Linked DNA regions of Mus musculus: regions 1, 3 and 4 are each linked to region 2. Evidence: chromatin contacts called from public Hi-C and promoter capture Hi-C data. All regions are on one chromosome and are shown on one strand. The core of a region is the stretch at or near the end of the contact, and the rest is flanking DNA. Distances in the headings are between cores, read along the strand shown. Region 1 holds the start of Nsmce4a (NSE4 homolog A, SMC5-SMC6 complex component). Region 2 holds the start of Edrf1 (erythroid differentiation regulatory factor 1). Region 3 holds the start of Sec23ip (Sec23 interacting protein). Region 4 holds the start of 9430038I01Rik (RIKEN cDNA 9430038I01 gene).

Region 1 (4,119 bases), core at 149-2,648, 3.1 Mb after region 2:
GTGATGTCAATGCAAATTAGTGTTTTAAATTAACCCAGCAACATAAAATATGAAGAGATGCACTTATATACGTGTAAGGGTGTCTATGCATAGCTTCCTAGTTCTTTTTTCTTTGGAGGCTCTAGAAGCAATGATATCTCAGTAGCAGTGAGCTCACTAGGCTTTGGATCTTGGTCTCAAAATCCTCTCAGCCTTTGTGAGGTAGTTAGATTCACGAGGATCAGGAACTCAATATTAGCTTCAGCTACAGGGTCAGTTTGAGGCCAGCCTGGGTTACATGAAATCCTATGTGAGAGGGAGGGATGGAAGAAGGAGAAGTGTGTGTGTCAGAGGGTAGATTACCTCAGGATTCCTAAGGTGGCATAAAAACTGGTACATGGGCGGGCGGTGGTGGCACATGCCTTTAATCCCAGCACTTGGGAGGCAGAGGCAGGCAGATTTCTGAGTTTGAGGACAGCCTGGTCTACAAAGTGAGTTCCAGGACAGCCAGGGCTACACAGAGAAACCTTGTCTCAAAAAACAAACAAACAAAAAACAACAACCAAACTTGTACACGGCAGTGTGGATCCATAATCCTAGTGCGTTGGAAGTGAAGACAGGAAAATGCCTAGATCTTGCTGGCTATTTAAGTCCTGTCAAAAAGACGAGTTCCAGGTTCAGCTAGAGATGCCTTATGGTAAAGAACGTGGAGAGTGGGCTGGAGAGATGGTTTAGAGGTTAAGAGCACTAGTTCTCATAGGAGTAGGGTTCCATCGCCGTTATCCACAGGGCAGCTCACAAACCCTTCTTAACTCCGGTTCCAGAGGAGGTGTGCACGTCCTATTTTGACATCTGAGGGCACTGCATACATTTCGTCCACAGTGTGCACGCAAATAAAGGATGTATATACACACACAACAAATCTAAAAAATGTGGAACTGAAAGAGGAAGACCCCTGAAGCCAACCTGCCGTTTGTACCCGCAGATGCACACTTGTGCATGCGTATCTATGTACAGTGCACACACACACAATTACATGGAATGATATGTATACATGTATCTTTGAAACCACATTGCATATAATTATCTTCCTCAGACCTGTTATAGGGTATCTGTTGTTAGAGAATCAGCTGTGAACCTGCCGTGTGGTGGTGCAGATATTTAGAAGGAGGCTTAACAGTTTACTATGGTACAGTCAAGGAACCCTGTTTTGTTTGTTGTATCCTCCCCAAGGCCAGAGGAGCCAAAGAGACAATGGGAAGATGCATGACTAAGTGGGGTGGGCATTAGGATCAGAGATCTAAAGTCCTAAGACTCTTGCTTGCAGGGTGGAGTAACTAAGAACCAATGCGAGGCACAGACACAGCCAACGCCGCCGCGACCTCCGGGCCACAGGTGTCGCTGTGTGCTCACGCGCCAGCCGGGGAGCTGCGTTGCTCCTGGAGCCGGCGCTCGAGCCCAGCCGGGGGTTTCAGTTTCTGGCGCGAACTTCCGCCGCTCCGAAGTTGCAAGGCGAATTGGCGCGATGTCTGGCGACAGCAGCGGCCGCCGGTCTGAGGGCCGGGGCCGGGGCCGCGACCCGCACCGGGATCGCACCCGCTCCCGGTCCCGCTCGCGGTCCCCGCTGGCCCGCCGCGGCGCCGCGCCGGAGCGCAGGGAGGCAGCGGAGCGTCCGAGCTTGGAGGACTCCGATCTGTCTGATTCTGGGGACGAGCTGATGGACCCGGCCTGCTTGGAGGCCGAGTACGACCAGGGCCTGTGCCGCCAGATCCGCCATCAGTACCGCGCTCTCATCAACTCTGTCCAACGTAAGGTGGCGCTTTGTGGCTGCGCGGGCCGGTGGCGTTCCATGGCTGGGGAGGGCGGTGGAGGTGCAGGCGCTGGCCGGTCTGCGCAGGCTCGCGGCAGCGCGCTTTCGCTTGTTTACGAAGTGCAGCCTACGCGACCTTGGCGGCGGCCGCGCAGGTGCTGTGTGGCCGGCTGGAAAAGCGGGAGACCAGACCTGGTGGTGACTTGAGCTCAGCTAGCCAGTAGGGAAGACAAGCACACACCACCAGATTTTTGTTCAATCTAGCTTGCTCCTCGTGGGCGCCTGAGCTATGGAGTCCCTTGGGATTGCTAAAATGCACATTTCCCTGCCCAGCTCGGATACACTGAATCAGAAATGCTGTACAGGCCCAAGCGTTTGTTGTGTGGCTCTCCAGATGAGCCTGTTGCTTGAGAAGTTGACAATCCTTTCTTAATCGAGCCCTTGTATTGGGAAGCCGAAGAGTCATCCCTTTGCACATTTGGGGAGCAAGTGTTTCCTGTCAAGAGTTCAAGTTTTGAGGGCTGGGGAGATGGGCAGATGCTTCTCTTGCGACCTTAATTAGATTCCCCAGAACCCTCTAAAGTGTCTCCTAAAAGTAGTTCTGTAAACTTGTATCCTCAGCCGAGGGGAAGCAGAGACCCTGGGTCTCTTTGGCCAGCTCACCTAGCCTTCTTGGCTAGTTCTATAGATAGATAGATAGATAGATAGTTCTATAGATAGATAGATAGATAGATAGATAGATAGATAGATAGATACCCTGTCTCAAAAGGCAAAGGTGATGGTGCGCTGAGGGAAGGACATCAAAGGTTGACCCCAGGCCTTCTGCACACACAGACGTTCAATTTGCTTGGAACAGTAGTAACATTGTCTCTTTCTGTAAAAGATAAAGCCTTTTTCTGTTAAAGAGATAAAGCCACTCTAATCATTACCCAGGCTGTAGGAGTGGAAGGAACTGTAAGTTGCTACTTATTAGTGAAGGATGTGCCCAGTTCCCTAAGCTTGTATTCTTTTAAATAGAAAACCGGGAAGACATACTGAATGCTGGTGACAAACTAACAGAGGTCCTGGAAGAAGCTAACACTCTGTTTAATGAAGGTAATTCATGATTTTAAATCTGTTATTGCAGCTTATACTCACTGGGTTACTTTTATAGAAGCCAATTATTGTTGTTCCATAATTCCCATTTACTAGTGCACAGGCCCAGAGCCTTTTCCGTTTTAGCAACAATACTGTGCACTTACCACTTGGTACAGTGTATGCTTTAGGGTTCTTCGAAGATTTCTAGAAGTCAGGAAGGAGTTGTACAGTCTGTTTTAAGAAGCCTCTTCCATGAGCTGGGCAGTGGTGGTACACACCCTTTAATCTCAGCACTGGGGGGTGGGGGAGGGGCAGAGGCAGGTCTCTGAGTTCAAGGCCAGCCTGGTCTGCAACTGTCTGTTCCTGTGCATCTACAGCTACACACAGAAACCCTGTCTCAAAAACAAACAAACAAACAAACTAGCTGGGCGTGGTGGCACACGCCTTTAATCCCAGCACTCCGGAGGCAGAGGCAGGCAGATTTCTGAGTTCAAGGCCAGCCTGGTCTACAAAGTGAGTTCCAGGACAGCCAGGGCTACACAGAGAAACCCTGTCTCGAAAATAACAACAACAAAAAAGACTAACAAAAAAGAAGCCGTGATTCTTTTGCTGGCTTGAATTTGAAAGTTTCACTTGTATGTTCTGTTAAGCAGATAGATGAACTAGAGAAGAGTGCAGCCAGCTTCAGAGATCCTCTTTTCTTTTCCTTCCTTGGTCTCCCCTCCTTTAGCTATTGATCCACCTATAACCTAATGGAGGTGCCTCATCTACAGGCACACCTCTTGTGTGTGGTTGGGGACAGTGGGGAAGAACTTTCCGTGTTGAAATCTGGCTCCTGGGAGTTTTCTATTTGTTTGAAGTTGTGTGTCCATGTGGGTTTGTGCACATGAATACAGTTATCTGTGGTGGCCAGAAGAGGATATGGGATTCTTCTCAGAGCTGGAGTACACGGAGGGTGTGAGTTGTCTGACAAGGGTGTTGGGAACCCAACCCAGAGGCCTCTTGGAAGAGCAGTACTCTGTATTAACTGCTGGTCCCTCTTCCCCAGCCGCATGGGGGCTTAAAACCACAATATTAGTTTGAATTAAAAGCAGCAGCAGTTGGTTGTAGTGGTGACCGCTTTGGCTGGTATCCAATGAGCAAGGTGGGTGTACTTCCTGATGGGAGACCAGGACAGCTACACAGACCATGTTTCTCTTTGGGCCTCTCTCACTGCTTTAGGAACAGAAAGGGGCAACTGCAGTGATAAGGAG
Region 2 (3,897 bases), core at 930-3,429:
TTTAATACAATTAAGCCATTTTTAAAATAGTCGAAATATGTGGTCATTTTCAGACTTTTCACAGTATCAAAAATGCTACATCAACTTGTAAGCAAAGCTATTACCTTTTGAGGCACTAGGATAATCTCTAAACTACTAGCTCAGGGTATTAATGCATTTGTGGCTCTTTCTGTGTTATATAAAGTTTTATATAAGTTATATAAAAATGTTTTAAGTCCAATCATTCAGGGGAGGAAAAAGAAAACACGGTTAAAACAGCCTACAAGAATATAGACACAGCATAAGACTCCCAAATACTCACAACTTTAAAAACCACCAGTAGAATTTCCAGTGTGGGTCAAGGGTGTAGGTTACCCAGCATTTGGGGTTTTAAACCTCAGGCTTTTCCAAATACTCCATCATATTTAATAAACACTCCAAAGGGCAAGCCGAGCAGCAGCTTAAGTCTTGCCCCTCGCATACCATCCTATTTGCACATATGAAAGCAGACACAACAGGCTAAAACAGCTGATGAGCAGTCAACGTGTACACGTTATCGTGACATGCTGCAGCCTGGAAGAAAGCATGTACCTCTGAAATCTTCTTACTGTACCATGGACTTTGGATGACAACTATATTCTTTTACTAAAAATATCTGAGCAAGTGAACATGCATCTCCAATTGAACTGCGAAGCAGCTTTCAGAGCTTCGAGCCGGGGTTGAGAGGGAGGGAAAGAAATGCCAGCGATTAAAATTTACCTTGAAAACGGCTTGCTTTTCTTACTATTGCCAAGAATGGTGGTTCCTGCTGGCCCTAGTTTGGCACTCTCTCGTAACCAGTTGGCAGGTGGGAGTTTCAAGTCTGTTTTTTCTTCGAGACGTGCAAACGCTGTTCGAGGAGGGGCAGAAGAGTATTTTACCACAGCTCTGCTTTTCACTTCGTTGCCTCCAAGAAATAAGGCCGATCCCTAAATAACATATGGAATGAAGCTTTAATGAACACTGCCAGGAACGACAATCTCACTTTCATAAAAATGAATTAAGAACCCACCAAATCAGGATTCACAAGGAGCCTCAGCTGCGTGTCAGCTCTAACACTTAATAAACAAGCTTAAATTACGCTTACTTAGCTGTTTTTCACGAAACTAAAAAAAAAAAAAAAAAAAAAAAGGATCAATCAAGAAGTGGACAGGGGCCAACCAACCTGCTTTTTAAAAATCTGGGCATAGTAGTTGCAAACACAAGCTTCAAGCACTCTGGAGGCAGAGGCACAAGGGCCAGTGCAAGGTCTACGTCCAGCTTGACTGCCCGGTCTGCATAACCAGTTCCACACCAGCCAAGACTCAACCCGGTACGATGAGTCACAGAAAAATGTAGACTCAGAAACTAAGTGCGCTCAACTGTGTCCTGTCAACCGCATGTAAAACGAGCAAGACTTCTGTACGGTTCTAATGGAATATTTTTAAGTAGCATAAGTCAATGACAAACGTCATTTGCAGGACGTGTTTATTTTTACCAAACACACAGCGATTGATCGGTAAGCTCATCGCATCCCATTCTACATTAGCTCCGTAGCTGACCCTACACCCACCCGGGCATGCTCAATGTCTGGACCCGCTGTTCGACTCTCCTTCGAGAACCCTTCCAGGCGTTGCAAATTCTCTGTGCCCTCCCTGGGTCCGTCCCTCTCTCCTCTGCCTGCCTTCGGCGGGCTGTGACACACACACACTCTATAGCCCGTCCACTGGCGCCGAGTGCGAAGCCAGGGGTGTTGCGCATTGCAAGCAAACGCCTGCCTGCACACCCGACGACAGGCTCGCCTGGTGATTCATTCCGTACTAGAGGTGCTAAGGAGGCGTGGAAGAAAGTTCCAGAAGCCCCACGTCCCCCTCCCAGGCCCGCAAACCCCCCAAGCCCCTGCAGGTCGCGCTCCGCCGCCGCCGCCTCTCACCTGTGCAGAAGGCTCCTCGGAGTCCGCCTGGGACAGGAGGCTGAGCCCTCCTCGGGCGGCCGCCCCTGAAGGAGAAGCCTCGGCTCCTGCTTCCTTGGGGTCCCCCATCATTTCCGACCCTGGGGAGGCGACCAGACGCGCGAGCCCTGGAGGCGGCGACAGGAACGCGGGCCCAGAGTCGCAGGAGAACCTCAGAGCGAGCGACTCGGACACTCAGCGGCTCGCACTTCCGGCGGCTGCCAGGAAGAGCTCGAGGTAGCGCGATGAAATCTCGCGAGATTCACCCAAAGGTCCAGCCCGTCCTCCGGCTCTGGCTCCTCCTTCGCGGTCCGGGCAGGAGCTGCCGCACGCCGTTGCCTGTCACACCATTAGGGCGGACACTTCTCGCGATACACGCCTCCCGGGCTCCTCCCCCTCGCTCGTGGCCGGTCTTTGTTGGCAAACAGTTAATGAGACTTGAGTCAAAGTCGCGGTGGCTGGGGTGGGGCGGTGCCGCCTTGGGTATTCGCGTAATCAAAGCTGGTGGCATCAAGGCCCTCGCAGGCGGCCGCTCTCTTGGGGCTTCTCCGAGTTGCACACGCGCGGGGACCTCCGTGGGTCTCAGCACCCTCAGATCAGTGGGGCTGAAGCAAGGAGAGAGAAGCCATCAGTCTGTTTAATCGGTTTCTAGGCAGCGCTCATGCAGCCCTGGCTGGTTTCGAACTCGCAAAATAGCCGAGAGTGACCTTGAACTTGACACTCTGCCTCCAGCTCCCGAGGGCTGGGGTTTCTTTCTGCCCGAGGATGGAACCCAGGGCTTCGTGTAGGCTAGGCAAGCACTCGGAGCTACATTTCCACCCTGCACCCAATAACAGACAAACTGCTACATTCCTCATAAAACATATATATTTGAGGTAAAAGGTTTTGTTTTATGTCGAGGTATTACGTTTTGGGTTTTTTTTTTTTTTTTTTTTTTTTTTAAATGTGTTTTGAGTGCTTTGGCTGCGTGTGTGCATGCAGTGCCCGCAGAAACCAGAAGAGGGCATCAGATCTCCTGGAACGGGAGTTACACGCAGTTGGGAGTTGTGGGCTGTGGGTGCTAAGCTGTGTCCTCTGCAAGAGCAGAAAGTGCTCCTAATGGCTGAGCCAGGACGGAGGTATACGTTTTCAGTTTTCAGTGTTTTGGCCTTTGCAATTATTTAGCCATGCCAGGTTATAATTTTCCTTAGTCTCTAAAAACCCAGTAACTGAAAAACTTTAGGAGTTCTCGGAGAAAGCAGATGCAGTCTGCAAATTGCTTTCATGCAAAACAAGACATTTTTATGAATTAACTTTTTGGTGCATATTTTGCAGATCCTTACTTTAAAGCATGTTTTGTGATTTTTTTTTAAACTACTCTGTATTTAGAGCCAGTTTTTGTTTGTTTGTTTGTTTGTTTGTTTTGTCCTTTTCGTTGTTTATTACATCAGAGGCTAGCAGGCTCGTCACATAAAAGCTTGTGCCAAACAAAACTGAGGGCCCGAGTTCCATGTCATCCCTGGACCCCACTGTAGAAGGAGAGAACTGACTCTGGAAAGCTCCCCTCTGGCCGTCACATGTCCTGTGGCATGAACACACACACAATAATAATACAGAGATCTGAATAAGACCTATGTAGCTAACACAAAAAGATTAAACTTTGAGTACTTAAAAATAAACCCTGTATATCCATTAACTCACGTTACAGGAATATTTTTTTTTACAGGAATATTTTTAAAAATTAAATTGCACATCATAGTATGTTAAATGATAAGCAAATATTTAAAAAGTAATATGGTCCCAATTTGAAAATCCATCTGTTTCTGAAATGGAAATCTCTGGTTGTTTTTGTGTCTCTAAATGAACAGATTCATGTAAGAAAGAAATGATTTACATTTAGTCTAACATTTTTCTATTTTTCTTTCTTGTTTCATATTTAATTTTATTAACACTTCTACAAATATAAGTTA
Region 3 (4,028 bases), core at 809-3,308, 4.9 Mb after region 2:
CTGGGCTACAAAATGACACCATGTCTCAAAAAGTAATTAATAAATGAATAAACCTTAAAGACTGATATACTTATCTTAAAGCTGAAAACAGAAATGTTGAGCTGGAGAGATGGCTCAATGGTTAAGACCACTGGCTGCTCTTCCAGAGGACCTGGATTCAATTCCCAGCACCCACATGGCGGCTCACAACTGTCTGTAACTTCCAGTTCCAGGGGGTCCCACACCCCCACATAGACACACAGGCAGAAAAACAGTAATGAACAGAAAATTAACAAGAAAATGAAGAAGAGAATAGAAATGTCAAGCACCGACAATAACACACAAATTAAATATCATACATCAAGGAAAACGAGCGTGCATCAAACACCACTCTGGAGGCCGAGAACAATCTGAAAAACCCAAGGCACGACCTTACTGATTCCTGGACCCTTCCACAGTACTCTGGTCCAGCCACAATTCTTCACCAAAGAAAGCATCACTGAACCTTTCAGTCACACCGCTTCCATGAGGCAGGGGCACTCGTGGATCCATCCCCCCAGTCGCTCAGCAAACTCCCACTAGAAATTCTGTAGTCTGCATTCCAGGCATCGGGCCAGCCCCTGCTTTGACAAAGCTTACACCCTGGCCTGGTAGGGTAAGCGGGCATATGTACCTGTCAGACAGTTACGAGCACCGAGAAGAAACATGACAGAAAGGAGACACTGCAGATACACATGCTTTCAGTTGTCTTTCTTCCCTTCTGCGGGAAACTCCCCTTAGTCCTCCAAGGAGGAATTATTTGGTGGGGAAAGCTCAGCACCTAACAAGCACCTGTGTGCTAGGCACTAAAAAACAGGACCCTGAAAATGAAAAGAGGTAAGAAGTTCACAGTCCACATGGAGGGGCAGAGTACTTAGCTCACAAGTATTTACACAACAATACGTGTGGGACACTAGATATAGAACTCTACAAAAATGAGACAGGGTATAGTGACGAATGCCTTTAATCCCAGCACTCAGAGGCAGAGAGGCAGAGGCAGGTGGATCCTTTAAGTTTGAGGCCAGCCTGATCTACACAGTGAGTTCTAGGACAGTCAGTACTACACAGAGAGACCTTGCTCTCAAACCCAGGGATAGGAGCTGAAAACATGAAATCTAAGCAGACAGGTAAAATGTCATGACTGAGGCCACACAGCAAGTTAATGGCAGTGCCGGGTCTGAACACAGTCTGTGCTCCAAACCACCAGAGAGAGACAGACGAGAAAGAGAGACAGAGACAAACGAGAGAGAGAGAGAGAGAGAGAGAGAGAGAGAGAGAGAGAGAGAGAGAGAGAAATCAGCCTTCCCAGATATACACAGAGCTTAATCAAAAGTGTAACGGGGGGGCTTTTACTAGGAGAGAGTGTATAGTCCTCTACAAGAGAGGCATTGTCTCCTCTGGAGAAACTTACTGTCTCCTAGGTGATGTCCTACCCTATCACCGGTGTTTCCCAGTAAGAGAGCAGCTTTCGGATTCTAGCAAAGGGTAACTGTCTAATTTAGCTGCGTTTTCTGCCAGCACCAGCACACCAGTGGGTGTTCAACAAACAGTTGCGCAATGACAGGAGTTCCAAGCCTCATCACCGGAGCCCCTCCTCCAGGATCCTCCAGTCCCTGGCCCTCTGAAAGCTGGTCACTGCTGACCCTGGCAAGCGACTCAGAGCAGGCGACACTCCTGTCCCACCCGCCTCCCGGGACAGACACTGGCCCCCAAGCGCCCTCGGCTCACTACCTCCGGGTAAGAGCAGGGAAGCCGGGGAGGCGGCGGCCTGCGTGACGGGGATGAAGGGCACGTTGAAGCTGAACTCCGTGGCCGAGGAGGAGAAGAGTAAGTTAGTGCCTGACGAGGAGGCGGACGCTCCGCCGCCGTTAGCCTTCCTATCCGCCATGGCTGCAGACCCCCGGCCGTTACGTGGCTCTGCGAGCCCGGTGCTGCACACAGACCGGAAACCGGTTAGCGAGGATGCCACCGCACTTCCGCACTTGCGCACAGGTGCCACAGGCCAGCGACTCCGGGATCGGTTTTCTTCCGGAATTTGACGCCGCCCAAAATCAATAAGGTGGAATCGGCTTCAGACCCAAGCCTATCACGTGACAGCCTCGGTCTCGCGAGACTGGGTCAGCCTCTGGAATCACAGCATAGAATAGAGAGGTGTGGCCGATGAATCCTAGCGTTAATTGACGCTCGAAGTCGCAGATTCTGAGATGTCCTGGACGCCCTGAGTTTCTCATGGAGTATCTGTTTTTGGTTGGTTGGTTTATTTGCTTGCTTGCGAGGCAGGATCTCTCTATGCTGCCCAGACTGACTTTTTATCCTCCTGCCTCAGCTCTTCCATTTCTGAGATTAATACCACCACACACTGCAATTCTTATATCTTTATGACAGGCGGTCATAAGAATTGGAAGTAAGAATTATTATCGGCTGGGTTCCTTTTTTTTTTTCAGTTACGTTTTCATGATGTTGCCTGGAATTCTCAAGAGGTCTGTCTGCCTCTTCTTCCCAAGAGCTTAAAAGGAGTGTGCCACCACTCCAGGCTACTATCTCCTTGAATGTGTGCATCAACAAAAAGTGCCTTTGGTAAGGCAGTTCCAAGTGGTAGACGATTTATGTTTCAAAGGGGCAGAGAAAAGATGTATAATTGCAACATTCTAGAGTTACTGCTGTAATTTAGGGTTTGGGGACCTATCTGCCTACTACCAGGTTTTGGCTGGAATAAAAACATTAAATTCTGGCAGTGTTGAGTTTACCTCGACAAGCATTTCAACGGGGCCAAGAAGTACAGAGCTTAGTAATGGGGAAACTTCTGGTGAGTCATAGATAACATGGCCTCAAACTGCTAAAAGCCATGCTAGACTAGAAGTTGGTCAAGAAAATTCTCTTTATCATAAAGAAGCAAGGCTGAGAACCATATACCAGAGAGTGATATATGAAACAGACCTGAAATCCTTCCTTTTTGGGTTTACAATCTGGCAAAACAATCAACTAAACACAAAATAATATAAATGGCAGGCTTTCCTTAAGTGTGTTTCCTGGAACACTGACATCATCTGGGGACAGAGATCTAAACATTCTAGGAAGAGCGAGCATGTATCTCTCTCCATCAGATCATTAGCGAAAAACTTAAGGAAGAAAAAGCTTCCCTGAGGAAGAAAAACTAAAGTTGAAACTTGAGAACTAGGGCTTCAAACCTCTTTATGAGTGCAGGGATCCCAGAGGACCAGCCCTGCTGTGGTGTTGCACACCTTTAATTCCAGCACTTGGAAGGCAGAGGCAGGCGGATTTCTGAGATCAAGGCCAGCATGGTCTACAAAGTGAGTTCCAGGACAGCCAGGGTTATTCAGAGAAACCCTGTCTCGAATAAAAAGAGAGAGAGAGAGAGAAGAGAGAGAGAGAGAGAGAAAGGCCTAAATTCCAAAACCATCACTTTGCATAATTAACTTCAACATATGATTTTTTTTTATTTTAAACCATAACAGGAAGGGGAAAAAAAACTAAAATAACAATTAAGATGAGAAAAGGGACAGAAGAGGGCCCAGAATGAGATATACCTTTTAAGGGCATGCCCTGAGTGACTGAGTGACCACCACCTCCTCCTCCTCCTCCTCCTCCTCCTCCTCCTCCTCCTCCTCCTCCTCCTCCTCCTCCTCCTCCTCCTTCTTCTTCTTCTTCTTGTTTTTTGTCTGTTTTTTCAAGACAAGGTTTCTCTGTGTAGCCCTGGCTGTCCTGAAACTCAGAAATCTGCCTGCCTCTGCCTCCCAAGTGCTGAGATTAAAGGCGTGTGCCACCACTGCCCTGGCTGAGTGAACTTCTTCTAATCAGGTCCCTTCTTGACTGCACTCTTCCCAATTAAGGATCCATCGATAGGCACTGGAGATGTAGCTCAGCCTGGGCTACATAGTGAGTTCCAAGGAAACTAAGGCTAAATGCATAGATGATAGATAGATAGATAGATAGATAGATAGATAGATAGATAGATAGATAATAGATAGATAGATAGATGATAGCCTCTC
Region 4 (3,826 bases), core at 526-3,025, 3.8 Mb before region 2:
AACAAACCAAGCCCTGTTTTGTTCTGTTTTAAAGATTTATTTATGTTTATTTATACAAGTACACTGCAGCTGTCTTTAGACACACACCAGAAGAGTGCATTGGACTCCATTACAGATGGTTGTGAGCTACCATGTGGTTGCTGGGAATTGAACTCAGTTCCTCTATAAGAGCAGTCAGTGCTCTTAACTGCTGAGCCATATCTCCAGGCCCCTGTTTTGTTTTTAAGACAGTTTCTAGTAGCCCAGACTAACCTCCACCTCACTATGATGATGACTTTTGAATTTCTTTTTTTTAAAGATTTATTTATTTATTTTATGTATATGAGTACATGTACAGCTGGCTGTGAGCCTCCATATGGTGGTTGGGAATTGAATTTTTAGGACCTCTGCTTGCTCTGGTTGCCCCACTTGCTCAGGTCAACTCTGCTTGCTCAGTCCCTGCTTGCTCTGGCCCAAAGATTTATTCATTTTATTAAGTACCACTGTAGCTGTCTTCAGACGCACCAGAAGAGGGTGTCGGCTCTCATTATGAGATCTCATTTTGGGTAGTTGTGAGCCACCATGTGGTTGCTGGGATTTGAACTCAGGACCTTTGGAAGAACAGTCAGTGCTCTTACCCGCTGAGCCATTTCACAAGCCTCTGACTTTTGAATTTCTGATCCTCCTTCCTCCATCTACCTTCCTGTCTTTAAGACCCTGTTTGGTTCCTCTAGACAACACCCAGTTAACACACTAGGGAAGCACTCCAACACCAAGACACACTGCCAAGCCTTTTAAAAAATTCAATAGATTCATAATTCCAAAGATACACCAGGTAGGAAGGGTGTGTGACACGAGATTGCGACAATCCATCTCGTGTTAAACTTCACTTCCCACTAGCATTGCCACTAGCTGTCCTCGTGATGTGAAGGCTGCCATCGTCCCAGGAAGCTAACACTACACTGGAACTGGAAAAGGGGATCTTACGGTCTCTGCTCCAAGCAGCTTCTCTACTTCCCACTGGTTCAAACCAGTTCACAGGCCCACTGCTAGACAATCACTGCCAAAGAACTGGCTCTAATTTAATTCGTCAATAAAGCATGGGGGTCTGGGAGCTTTGGTAGAGAACAGTTCAGAACTTTGCGGTGGGCCCTGGAGGGAGGGAGGAGAGGGAGAGCCTATTCAAGCTGCAGCAGGAACCCTGGCATAGCTTCTGAGAAGTCAAGTGTGTAGTTTTCCGTAAAGCCAGGCCGAGAGCCACTCCGTATCCCCGACGCCTGTGGCTGTCCCTGCCCCAGGTCACGGTGTTCCTGTGTATGCTCTCGACCCGCCAGCAAAATCACAGCAGGACTCTGCCCACTAGGCCAGGTTGAGAATTCGAGTTCTCTTGTACCATAGAGCAAAACTGATAGCTGTCAGACTGCAACTCCCAAAGACAACGCCCAGCGCAGCCTCAGGCGTGCCGATTGGTCCGTGGATCTACTTATCAGGACTCAGTAACCAATCACAAGGAAGGAGAGGAGGGCGTGCCTCCCGCGGACCAAGGGTTGCCGAAGGGTGGCAAATCCTAAACAAACGCCCTTTGGGACTGACTTTGTGAACCGAGAATCGACAAGCCACTCACGGCTTGGGCTTGCGAGGCATCGACCTGTGGCTGCTGGAAGAATTACCCGCACTTCAGGCCGTAGGAGATTCGGGTTTCGGCTACTCCTGCCTGCAGCCCCTCTGCGAGGGCAGTCAGTGGAGTCTAGGCTACGCCCCACGCCTCCTCATTGGCTTCTCCAGACACGTGGTCGAGTGGTTCCCGCCTCCGAGTGGCCTGAGAGGCGGTACGTGAAGCCGCATGGACAGCCTGGCGTCGGGCCGCTGGAGACGGCGGAGGACGGAGGAGCTGCCAGCGGCAGGGGACGCGGTAAGCTCCGGGCAGGGCGTGGGCAGAGGGAGGTGGCGTCCTAGCTGGCGCGCGGGCGCCCGGGGCGAGGTCCTTCCGGATGACCGGCGGGCTGGACGTCGTAAGCCTGCTGCCGAGGCGGGGCCAGGGGCGGGGCCTGGGTGGAGCTAGGCAGAGGACAGTCCCGCCCCTCCCGCTGCGCTTGCGCAAAGATGAGGAGCTATGTGCTCCCTTGACTTAAGCTGTAGTATTCTGAGTGTTATGGAGTTCATGGATCACAACTTGCGCCACAAGTCCGCTCTGGCGATCTATCCTCATAAACAAACTGAAAGAGCCAAGTTAAAATTGGAAAGCGGGAAAAGATTTAAAACACCTAGTCGAAGAGGAACAAAGCGATTGAGGAAATCACTCCTAGTCTGACTCAGGAGTCCCGAAGTGAGACTAAAATTGAAATAGAGAGCCAAGAATATCTAAGAAGTCCGTGTCAAAAGTATAGTCTGAGCCGGGAGTGGTGGCGCACGCCTTTAATCCCAGCACTCGGGAGGCAGAGGCAGGCGGATTTCTGAGTTCGAGGCCAACCTGGTCTACAAAGTGAGTTCCAGGTCATCCAGGGCTACACAGAGAAACCCTGTCTCGAAAAACCAAAAAAAAAAAAAAAAAAAAAAAAAGTATAGTCTGGCTAGCATTGTCTAGGCTTCAGTGTCCTTTTTTTTGGGGGGGGGGGGGGCGGGGAGTGTCTTTCTCCGTGTAGCCCTGGCTGTCTTGGAATTCACTCTGTAGACCAGCCTGGCCTCAAACTCAGAAATTCACCTGCTTCTGCCTCCCAAGTGCTGGGATTAAAGGCGTGAGCCACCACTCCCACACCTTCAGTGTCATCTTGTGAAGGGGTCTGACAGAACTGTGTGAAATCTTTCTTTGAGACAAGTTACCCCCCCCCCCTCGAAGCCGCCGCTCTGGGACGCTGGCGTGAGATTCCTGGAGAAATTACCATTTCTTTGGAATCCATTGTTTGAATAGTCTGATAGTTGGTTAAGAGACAGGTCTCTGTAGACCGGTTCCATATCTGCCAAGCCTATAAATGGAGCACTATGAAAGCCCAGGTGCTTAGTCTGTAGAAGACACCTAACTTCCTGCCCCAAACCTGGGGAGAAGGCAAGGGGAAGTTAAGCATTCCTTTAAGGGAAGGTGGAAGTCTTTGGGTAGGCTAAGCTGGCTGTGCCAAGTGCTGCCCAGGAGCTGAGCCTGCAAGGCATCTGACATTGCAACAACCTCTAGAGTTCTCACTAGGTACCTGCACAGTTGAGTTACAAAAAAAAAATTACCAATAAAACAAAACAAAAGAACCCTCAATTGTTGCAGGATATTTGATCACACTCTTCAACCCTCAGATTCTGTTATTTACTGGGAAAACAGCCCTAGCACACACCTTTAAATGCAAACGTTTTTAGCTTGACTGTTGTAAACAGGATAAAACAAAGTCAGCCATGGTCAATAGGCAGAACAAGCAACAGGTGACAGGAAGTGAACATAGAAGTATTAAAACGTCATAGAGAGTAAGGAGGAAGGCAGGAAGATGGACAGAGAGATACACAGGAAGTAGAAGGACACGCAGTTAAAGGGGTTCTTTGATGAAGGTGTGGGAGAATGGCTTTTGGGGGGCATGGCTTTTGGGACATCGACTGAGGAGGAAGGCCAGCTGGGTGTTTTCTCTGTCTCTGAACAAGGAGACTTTTTGTGCCAGCATCTGGCTCCCGAGTCTTCATTGGTAAAATGTAAGGATTGATTTCCTTGCATAAACTTAAATGTACTTACACCGTAAACTTACTTCAAACTGCACTCAATGTTTTACGTAAGTTTATGGTTCTTTGTTGAGACTTAGGCATGGAAGAGGTTAGGAGTAGGCAGTTTGTTAGCAGAATGGTGCTATCTCTTCTCCTTGCATATTGACCAGTTTAT

The links. Promoter capture Hi-C pulls out the DNA fragments that hold promoters and counts their contacts. Hi-C and Micro-C count contacts between places; a contact is called where the count stands out from the background.
Region 1: a contact with region 2 is called in a Hi-C map of pre-B cells, with 7 times the contacts expected there. The contact joins the promoter of Nsmce4a here to the promoter of Edrf1 in region 2. A contact is called at or near these places in 1 of 39 promoter capture datasets (pre-B cells) and 3 of 484 Hi-C or Micro-C datasets (B cells, CD8 T cells and pre-B cells).
Region 3: a contact with region 2 is called in a promoter capture Hi-C map of pre-B cells, with 4 times the contacts expected there. The contact joins the promoter of Sec23ip here to the promoter of Edrf1 in region 2. A contact is called at or near these places in 1 of 39 promoter capture datasets (pre-B cells) and 1 of 484 Hi-C or Micro-C datasets (Th1 cells).
Region 4: a Hi-C map of B cells shows a contact between it and region 2, with 6 read pairs. The contact joins the promoter of 9430038I01Rik here to the promoter of Edrf1 in region 2. A contact is called at or near these places in 3 of 484 Hi-C or Micro-C datasets (B cells, CD4 T cells and neutrophils).

What each region holds. Positions count from the first base shown.
Region 1 is chr7:130,544,660-130,548,778 of GRCm38.p6, reverse strand. It overlaps Nsmce4a (NSE4 homolog A, SMC5-SMC6 complex component), which reads left to right and starts at 1,398. Exons shown (of 11, transcript NM_001162855.1): 1 at 1,398-1,787; 2 at 2,807-2,884. The coding sequence starts at 1,505.
Region 2 is chr7:133,635,957-133,639,853 of GRCm38.p6, reverse strand. It overlaps Edrf1 (erythroid differentiation regulatory factor 1), which reads right to left and starts at 2,179. Exons shown (of 25, transcript NM_178115.4): 1 at 1,931-2,179; 2 at 739-947. The coding sequence starts at 2,041.
Region 3 is chr7:128,742,900-128,746,927 of GRCm38.p6, reverse strand. It overlaps Sec23ip (Sec23 interacting protein), which reads right to left and starts at 2,058. Exons shown (of 19, transcript NM_001029982.2): 1 at 1,750-2,058. The coding sequence starts at 1,906.
Region 4 is chr7:137,408,705-137,412,530 of GRCm38.p6, reverse strand. 9430038I01Rik (RIKEN cDNA 9430038I01 gene) reads left to right here and starts at 1,775. Exons shown (of 4, transcript NM_029886.2): 1 at 1,775-1,891. The coding sequence starts at 1,823.